Linked DNA regions of Danio rerio: region 1 is linked to region 2. Evidence: chromatin contacts called from public HiChIP or PLAC-seq data. All regions are on one chromosome and are shown on one strand. Each heading gives the region's core, a stretch centred on a gene start, on an enhancer-like site or on the middle of the called end of the contact. The rest is flanking DNA. Distances are from core to core; before and after follow the strand shown.

What was found. HiChIP or PLAC-seq counts read pairs in DNA pulled down with a chosen protein or histone mark.
Region 1: an H3K4me3 HiChIP or PLAC-seq map of embryo shows a contact between it and region 2, with 6 times the contacts expected there. The contact joins two enhancer-like sites. A contact is called at or near these places in 1 of 18 Hi-C or Micro-C datasets (hematopoietic stem cells) and 1 of 4 datasets of contacts at active chromatin or transcription factors (embryo).

The regions. Positions count from the first base shown.
Region 1 is chr23:35,882,744-35,887,954 of GRCz12tu, forward strand. All of the region lies in intron 8 of plxna2 (plexin A2), which reads right to left. Among named protein-coding and RNA genes, the nearest start is that of dre-mir-205, 350 kb to the right of the region's middle. Within about 2 kb of position 2,773, at least 5 of the 62 cell types and tissues checked have an H3K27ac peak or open chromatin away from gene starts, as enhancers often do.
Region 2 is chr23:35,482,438-35,487,407 of GRCz12tu, forward strand. No RefSeq gene overlaps it. Among named protein-coding and RNA genes, the nearest start is that of cd34, 40 kb to the left of the region's middle. Within about 2 kb of position 1,599, at least 8 of the 62 cell types and tissues checked have an H3K27ac peak or open chromatin away from gene starts, as enhancers often do.

The sequences.
Region 1 (5,211 bases), core at 1,523-4,022, 400 kb after region 2:
CTTAGAGTAGCACCACAATGAGAAAGTGGCGAGCATGCAAGGAACCTGTTGTGCATAAGCCGCTAATGTGTTCCTCGCCAAAGACAGATTGAGGCATTGAAGAATGGCTGTCCCATAGAAGTGTGTCATGAAGGCAATTCCATTAACATCTTAATAAAAGCAGCCCGGACCCAAGAGAGCCTGGAGGCTCTGACTAACGCTTTCAGTCAATGGATTGGGATGAAAAAGTAACAGAGGGCCGCAGAGTGCAAGGAACTTTGTGGCAGTATTTTTCAGGGACCGTTACTCTTCCCAAAGGACTGGAGTTTGTATGCTCCCCATCATGGTCCACTTGTTCCATTTCCATTGCCATTTTCATTTACTGTCCTTTTTCCCATCTGCTGGATTGAAGATCTAAACAAAAGCTTTTGTTTTCCACAAGCTGGCGGCGGCTGCAGGGGGAGAGAAGGAGAAGGGGAGTGTTGGGTTTAACTGGAGAACTCTTGCCTCTCATGACTGGACAAACAGCAACATGTGTCTTGCTCTCTCAACCACTCTCTCTCACAAAAAAAATCTGCTCAAACACTTTCCTCCAAGTCTCAAGAGGTAAAACTTTGTCATGAAAGCTAACCAAAAGTAAGCACATACATGGACCAATCAACCAAAAGCATCAGCCTAGCAAAGTTCCCTTTCTGAACAGCATGCATTACTCATTAAATGGAAGCAGAGCATCTAAGTTTGTATTGAAGAAATAGGAGGCGATTGATTTTATCTTGTGTGTTCTGAGTTGCTCATACGAAAGAAGCACTATTTCAGATAGGCAAAAATGGTCTCAACAAGCTACTGAGAGCAATACCAGCACTTCAGATGATCAAAGTGTACAGACAGAGCACAACAAGTGCCTTAAGGTTCTCTAAATCTAACTCTGTAGGACTGTTGTAGAATACAAGAACATTTACTTAAAAAAACTGTTTACTCAAAAACAAAGGCAATAGACTGTTGAATCCTGCAATGTAGAATGGCTAGTGGCACCTCACAAAAAGAATATGTTTAATATTTTTAGACAAAATGCTAAATAACTGCCAGCATTTTCAGAATGACCGGCACCTGCGCATGACTGACTCGTGTCTTTCTGTTGCCCACTCTCTAGAGCTGTAAATGCGTCAACACCCACAATTCTCTGTGACCAATCTGGACACTGGCACCTTCCAAGTGAGAGCCTGTCCACCAACTGTTCAAGGGTAATTAGCTGCAGCAAAAAACACAGGCCTAATTACAGTGTAGCCGAATGTCAGGTCACCGTATCAACGCCATGCCTAATCCACCAATGCAGACGATAAATTATCACGCCAGGTTGTTTACAACCTGATAAAGGATGTACAGAGATAGACAAAGAAGCCATTCAGGCAGCTGAAAATGCCTTTTGAGGTAAACTAGTACTGTGTTTCTCAACCACGTTCCTGGAGGCCAACCAGCTCTGCACATTTTTCATGTCTCCTTAACCAAACACACCTGATTCAGATGATCAGCTCATTAGCAGAGACTAAAAGACCTGTTATAGGTGTAACAGACAAAGGAGACATCCAAAACATGCAGCGTTGGGGGTCCTCCAGCAACGTGGTTGAGAAACACTTGGCTAGTAAATACCAATTTTTATGCGGTGTGATTCTAAATCTGGCTCGAAACTTTAATCTCAGAGAGTAATTGCAATTGCAACCACATCTGGCTCTGCTTTGGTACACTTGAATGCATTCACGCGTCTAAAAAGCTGCAGCGGGACGCTTCACATAAACAAGAAGGGTCAAGAGTGATAGGGATCTTTGTTGTGACAGTTGGACAGTGGAGAGCACTATGTAAACAGTCAATGCTTCAAAAGAGAATGCGAGATCAATGTGTTAAAGCAAACAAATGTTGAACACACACATTATTACATGAGACTAGCACAGAGGAAGCAGATGAACTCTCTCGACAAGGGCCCATCCTGCAGGGCATGATCATGCAAGAGTCTGTCTGTGTATGCGAGGGGTGGGGGGACGGTGGAAAGCCTTGCACTGCAAAGGCAGCCCCGAATGCATTTGTACTGTTCACTCATTAAGAAATAGGTCAAGGATTCCGCCTGCATGCATCGCAACTTGTCAAAATCTCTTAAGCTAAATAGGGGCAAGCCCGTATGCCACCATGAGAGAATAGAAGAGGGGGTTCTCTTGAGGTGTAGTGCATGCTGGTGACTCGGCATGCAACTAAAATGAGCATGGTCTCATAAATGACCCACGAACCTCAAACTGTAAACTGCTCTGGAACCATGTGTAAGTTCGGACATTGTGTTTCGTTGTACAATTTACAGTATACATTAGTAGGTAAGCCATTCTGAGGTGGCAAGGGGATTGATTATCCTTCAAGAATATAACCAAACATTCAGTGAAAGCTAGAAAAAAAGGAACTTTTCCACACACAAAAAAATCTAAATACCTGGTGGACAATAAGAGAGGTGAGTGATGAGATAAAATGTTACATAAAACTGAAAGTGTTGTCAGAATGACTGGCACCATCGTAAGATTGACTTGTTGATTTCTTAAAGCATTGATGCATAGACACTCACAACACATCAAATGCCCCTCTGTCTTTGTGTAATCCACTATGGGACCCTAGGTCAGTTCAGACATTGTGGTCTATTGCTTCAATGTTCTCATCAATAGATGGTGCTACTGAACTATGTGGGCCTATACTGAGGTTTCCAGGGGGGTTGGTCATGACTATCCATCAAGCATTCCTCCTAACATTCAGTCAAAGCCCGAGAAAGACTAGCTCTACTGCAAACACTAGCTGTCTGGTGGACAATGGGAGAGATGAATGATGAGATAGCCCATACTTTAGGATCTTTACATTGCTGTTTTCATAGCTGCAGAGTCTCCTCTGAGCGTACTGATAAGGTAATCTCTCTGACCTCAAAACCCGAGCCAAGAAGATACAAGCACAAATCCAAATTGGCCCCAAAACTAACACACTTGAGCAAGGCATTTAACTGGGGCAAGCAGGATAAGCACTCAGCATGGGTCTCTTGTGGCCACCCCATTGAGTTTCGACCCTTAGCTTCTCCTCAAACGTATACATCTATCTGAGAGCCAGCGGCTAAAGAAGAGGAACAAACCCCCTTTAAGCACATAATACCCTCCAATTACCCTTCAGGAAACGCTTAATGCACCTGACTGAAATAATCAAATCAATAGCATGGGACCCTATACGCAAGAAGACAAGAGGCTTTTTGACAATCCTAACTGGCGTGCAAATCTTACTTTGGAAGCTCACGCTATGAGGAATAAAAAGGATGGCTTTTGATTCACTTCACGAATCTGATTCAAATTGCATGAATCTGGTCAGGTAAAGGAAAGAAGGAAGCAGGTAAAGTTGATGGGTGTGCACCCAGTGGAGACTTGTCCTCTTGGCTTTGTGTAGTTAACCTTATTGATTAAAGAGCCTGTGATCTGGAGATGCTCTACAGCCTCCTCTGTCTCTCAGCGCCTCATCAAAGAGAACAAACTACAAAGCCTCGCAGTGAGCAGAACAACATACAGAATGTAATCACACTCTACCATGCATAGGGGAGTCAAACCTACACAAGTGACAATGCTTTCAGATAAGCAATGTTTAAACCACTGGCTTATGGGACACTGCAGGGGGCCTTTACACAGCAGTGTGAATTGTACTTTGGTTAAATAATCAAGTCAGAAACTTAAAAAAGAATCCACACAGCCTCGGCAAAACATGGCAATGGTATCATTGTGGGAAACGAATCACTTGCTTGATTATTCATTTATTTTGCATTACTAATTCACATTACATATAACACATGCTGATTAGCGGCACTGAAAATGCTGCTTTTTTAAAACATGCATGCATGACATCATCATATCTGGCTAGACTCACAAGACTAGCAGAATGCCAGTGGATTAAATGTGGAATGTATACTGAAAAAAATAGGAGATCATCTGTTTACTTTACAGGATTACAACCGAAATGGACAGTCAGGCAGCCAAAGATGCAATAACTCTGAAAAGGGTTATGAAACAAAAGCTAAGCAAAGAGAAATTCACTTAGACTACATGATATATAATGCGCAGAAACTTCTATTATGTCATACACATTAATAAAGCCTATTCACAGTCATTTTCAAAGGGGCCTCATTGCTCAGTAAGAGCAATCAGACAAATTAGTGGTACTTGAAGACAATCAAATGGTAGTGTCTGTTACAATTAAGTTTCCCTATTTCAGTGAAGCCTAAACTAGAGCCTGGGGGCCAAAGTTTGCCCAAGGTAACCTTTAAGTTGGCCCGCCATCCCATCTGAGAAGAGAGAGAGAGAGTGATGGGGATGATTTAGACATTGTCAACTCAGGTTTAATGTAACCCTTTGTTTGTTTTAATTATAGATAAAAGCTAACTGAAATTTAATGTTTCAATTAAATGGTGGAAATTAATCTGATATTGTTTAAATGTTCTACTGTCATTGACAATGCAGAGACTTTGGTGAGCAAATCAAGTCAGAGGCAGATTCTGCTTGACTATCAGCATTGAGCTCCACTGTGCTATAAATGTGATTGTTTGTACTTATTGCAATAAATGATCATTTAAAAATGTATACTCCATTAGTTAATATGATTTAAAGTAAAGTTTTCTATTAATTTTGAAATATTATGAAGAAATAGGACATTACCTACAGCAACTTTAATGTAATATAGGCTAGTTTGGCATATTTAACTTCGGCCCACGGCTCTCAATGATATTTGGTTTTTGATCCTTCATACAAAAACGTTTGGGCACCCCTGCCATAGCTTATCGGAAAAGCAGAGCAAAGTAGTGTTAATTTACTTTATTAAGCTATGCTAGTAATAATGTTGTGTGCAGTTTCTATAAAACTAGCCGGGCAGCGGTGTAGCAACCAAGGGGTCCACTCTTAGACACAGACTATTTATAACAGCTGATTAATAAACTAAACTTTCAGATCTCATTTAGCTGTCCCCCCACTTTTAAAATATCATCTATGCCCCTGTAGCCAGGTGATTCTAAAATAGCCTTATTTAGCTTTAAAGCTGATTTGTTTTTGTTTTTTTATGTCATTAATAGTAACCATAAATATCTTGATGAGCTAGACACCTTTTTGTGATTACATGTGAAGTGTAAAACAACCAAATCTATAATGTGTTGACTATTACCGTCTTTGTACCGGCCGGTCTTAA
Region 2 (4,970 bases), core at 349-2,848:
ATTGTAATTCTTTCTTTTTTGTTGACCATTTACCTTTGCTCACCGATCTTTAAAACACTTAGAGACCTATATCTGTTTTTCCAGTAGAAAATGCAGTGTATGTATGTGTGTGTGTTGGGGGATTGTGTGACACAAGAAGTCAGAGATTAAACACACACATATATATCCACACTTCCAACCACTGCAGCAGGGTGTTTTCTGGTGTTGGCCCCACGAAGGCGTGTGTTGTCACAGCTGTGAGGGTCGTGGAGTTTTCCCTTGCCTCACACTGATGGTTAGATAGCCTTGCTGAGGGATAGATTGAGAGAAGTTCAAGAATGTTATGTGTCAGAGTTCAGGCCACACCAAGGGAGGAGAGGTCGGAGGATCCCAGGAGAGTCTGTTATCGTCACAGAGAGAGAGGAGAGGGAGAGAAAAAAAAGAGGACGGATGAAGGGTGCAAAGTGCACTTCTACCTCATATGTTTAGGCTAGAACACTTGAAACGAAAATAAATTTTACACCAGGGATCTTTGCTTCATGTTACTTTAATAACATACAGCTTCCTGTACTGACTGAAGAACAGCTCACTTTGTAGCTCAAAGTCTTTAATAGCTTTAGAATGGGTTTGATTGGTGTAATGATGATAAATAATAATCTAACCAATGTTTAACCCTCTTTAATGGATGTTTTATGGGTATTTTTGTTTTAAATTAATTATTATAGCTAATTAATGATTATTTTTAAATTAATTAATTTTTTTTGCTGCACGATCACATAATATTTCACTGTTAGACTTTGCCGCTATTTTACAGTTATTTACTGCAAAACACCCAGTAAAATGCCACATACTGTACATTAAAACAGTTTACTATTGTAAAATACACTGTTTTGGAATTTTTAAAAAAACTTTTACAGTAACTTACTGCATATTAGGAATTTACGGTAGTCTACTGTATTCAAAGTAATCAAGTACTGCTGTAGTTGAAGACAAAAATGAAAATTAATTAACATATCGTATCACAAAATGTATTTAAAACAGATTGATGAATGAAAATTACTTGTGTTAACCATTTAAAATGGATATTATAACAATGAATAATAAAAATAGTGCTGTACATGACCTTGTCACTTGTTTAGAATTGAATAAATTCAATAGTAAATACTGAAAATTTAAATTCTGTACTGCTGGTGTAAAATGTAAATAAAATTAGAGTACTGTGAAAATAGTCATGCTGTAAAATTAAAATTGTGGTAAAGTGCATTTTACCATAAAAATAATTTATTTCAAGGCTATTTTACTGTAAAATTAAATTGTGGTAGGGCTCTGCTACTGTAAAACACGTTTACAGGTAAGTTACTTTAAAGATGCAGTTGCGGTGCCGCAATGGTGCTGCCAGTAAGTTACCTCAAAAATACAATAAATTGTCTAACAGTGTACATACAGAGGTCCTTTAGTGTGACTGTTCAATCCTCATTATAAAAGCTGAACCCTCTGGAGGTTTCTATTAGGAATAAGCAAGCTTAAGAATGTTTCCAGCTTCCTGTTTCTTGTGAGCGTTTGGACTGCTTTTGGATGTTGACACGGTCCTTATCTGTCGTAGTAGGAAGACATCTGGCCTCCACAGATCTGGGCAGGAAATGTATTAAATCAACGGCTTCCCCATTTCTAAAGGGGCCACTCCTTTTGGACAGAAGCATCTTTGGTTGGTACTTTAACTTAGCTACACACAATATTACACACATGCATATAAAACTTTCCTTTATATGGAACAAAATGATTTATTCAAAGCATATTTACTTATAGGCAATGCAATCAAGTGATCAATTAAGGGAGGGCAGCATGGTAGCTCAGTGGTTAGCACTGTCGCCTCACAACAGAAAATCACTGCTTGGATTCCCGGATAGGCTAGTTGGCGTTTCTGTGTGGAGTTTGCATGTTCCCTCCGTCTCGCATGGGTTTCCTCCGGGTACTCCGGTTTCCTCCACAGTCCAAGACAAATGCTAGGTAAATTGGATGAACTAAATTGTCCGTAGGGTATGAGTGTGAATGTTTAGAGACTTTAAAATTAAAGTCCTAAAGTTTGAAGCAGGGGTGTCCAAACTTTTTATTATGTAGGGCCAAAACCAAACTTGCTTGAGGGTGGTGGACCAAAGGTAAATAAGTTGCCATTAGTGATTTTCTAATTAATTTAATATTTAAAAATATTTAGAAAACATTGCTTTATATTACCTAATGCATTATATATTTTTACATTTTATAATGAACTTATTACAGTAAAAAAAACAATCCCATATATAACAGAATGGAGTTACACTTGTCAGGCTGCACCTGTTTTTTGCCATGGTTTGCTCGTCAATATTTTCTGGATTATCCTAGATCTATTGAGTGACAGTATTTATGTAAATATAGTTTTAACTCATTTACAGCATTTAATTGAAACAATTATTTTCAGTTTGCTCGTTTTTGTAGATCAGGAATAAAAAAACAACAATAAAAAAGTTACATTAAATTAATAATTATGATCTCTGTTAAAGGCATTCGCCCCAACCCTCCCTATCATTCTAATCTGCATGTGGGATGGTGGGCCAAATCAAAGTTTACCCTGGGCCAACTTTGGTGTTGTGACGGCCCCTTATCACGTGGACCCTTTCCCCACCACCTTCGCTATGGCGCTGGGAATTATGCCCAGTTACCTGCTCAATATTCAGTTTCAGTTGGAAGTACAGCAACATGCTGAAATAAAAGTCTCATCAACTTCATAATGACTGTAACCAGATTACTGAGTCATTTTAGGAAGCAGCCCAAGACAGGTTACTGGACAATTAGGTTGCTGTTGGAAGTGGTGTTAGTGAGGCCAGCAGGAGGCGCTCAAACTGTGGTTTGTTTGAGTCCTAATGCTCTAGTACAGCGGAGGGGACACTATACTGCCAGTGATCCCCGTCTTTTGGATGAGACGTTAAATTGAGGTCCTGACTCCCTGTGGTCATTAAAAATGGCACTTCTTATAAAGAGTAGCAGTGTAACCCTGGTGTCCTGGCTAAATTCCCTTCATCGGTCCTTACCCATCATGGCCTCCCAATCATTCTCATCCACCAAATTGGCTCGAACACTATCTCACCACTCCCCCTATAGCTGGTGTGTGGTGAACACACTGCCGCCGTTGTCCTGTGCCTGCCGTCACACCATCCAAGTGGATGCTGCACACTGGTGGTGGAGTGGGGAGACCTCCCTTGAATGATTGTGAAGCGATTTGGGTTTGGCCATGCACGATAAATGCGCTATATAAAATACACATTACTTACTTTAATTTCAGTTGTGTCATAAGCCCTTAAACTGACATCACCAGAGAAGGACTACCACCCCAAAATGCGAAAGCACATGGTCAGACTTTAAAGATTATTATTAATCGTTCACCTAATAAATAACAGTATGTGCTAGCAAAATAAACATCGTTTTCAATATTAGTTTCACACAGACTTAAACAACTTACAGTAAATAGCAATGTACTGAGAAAACTTGAGACACTGCGCACAAATGCAGTGGACTACTTCTGCAGCATATTGACATGGGGAAGAAGCTGAAAATCAAAAAACAAAAACATAACACAAACCTTTGCTCAACAAACATCCAGATCGTCTCTTCACTGATTTCCCAGTTCCAAGTGCACTGGCGTGTTTCTAGAAGCCGAGCACTCCATTTATCTGTCATGTTCGGACTCTAATGTGGGTTCAACCACATCCTTCATTTCATCATCTTCTCATCTCTCTCTCGAAATGCATCCCTATAACTGTGTCCCACCGTCTGTAGCTGATTGAAGAGGACAGATCACACCACATGACCAGTCCTAATTGGTGCTGATTGGGCGGCTTGGCAGCTCTTGAAGTGATTTACGGTGGACGTTTAATCCTTCTGAAACACTCAAATCTACTTCAGATATAACTCTAAAAGTAAGATTTCGGGGGAGAAATCAAAAAGAATAAATAAAGTGTGATTCATAATCTTTTAAAGGGATAGTTCACCCAAAAATGTAAGTTTACTCACTTGCAAGTGGTTCCAAACCTTTATGAGTTTATCTTCGTGAACACAAAGGAAGAGATGAAATCCTGCAACCATTGACTTCCATAGTAGGAAAAACAAATACAATGGAAGTCAATGGTTACAGGTTTCCAACATTTTTCAAAATATCTTCTTTTGTGTTTGACAAAAGAAAGTCATAATGGTTTAAAACAAGTAAATTGTGAGTAAATTATACATTTTGGGTGAACTATTCCTTTAATCACAGTCATTTCATAGCATAATAAAGTACTTCTCACCCAAATCCTCCTCCCACAATGCTGTTTTTTAACACATACGGATGTTATTCTTCATCTATGATGGTTTTTAGTTCGCTCTCTCTCGCTTTCTCTCCTTGTATGGTCTGATACAATAAATCAGATCGAGGTAAAATGAGCACTAGACAATACTTGGAAGAGCACAGAGAAAAAGCAAACAGGGATTTTGCATTGTAAATTCAATCATTTTTTTGTGTGAGCCTCAAATGACACACAGTTGTAAAGCATGTCTGGGTTATGGAGTCTATTTTTTACTGTAAATCTTAAGAAGTGTGCGTGTTTGGAGAAAGCTGGAAGCGGGTGAAATGGGTTTTTGCCAGCAGAGGCTTGTGAGATGGATCCATTACTGAGGGCACGCACATGCTTCTCATTACATCTGCCATCACAATCATATCTAAACCGAGCTTATACGCTGCCCGACTGTCGTGTTTTCCGTTGAAGGATTTCTCACACAAGCATTTCGCCTGCCCATGATAGATACTTTGGAAAGGTTATTCTACACAGTTATCTGATGAATAATAGGGTTCGTAAACTCATTTAAACGTCTAGAGGATGACGTGTGCTTACTCTTCTGTCTAACATGATAATGACAGAGCTAGCAGGGAAAGGTTTTCGTCAGACATTACATGTGTGCATCATCTCACCAATTACATGGAA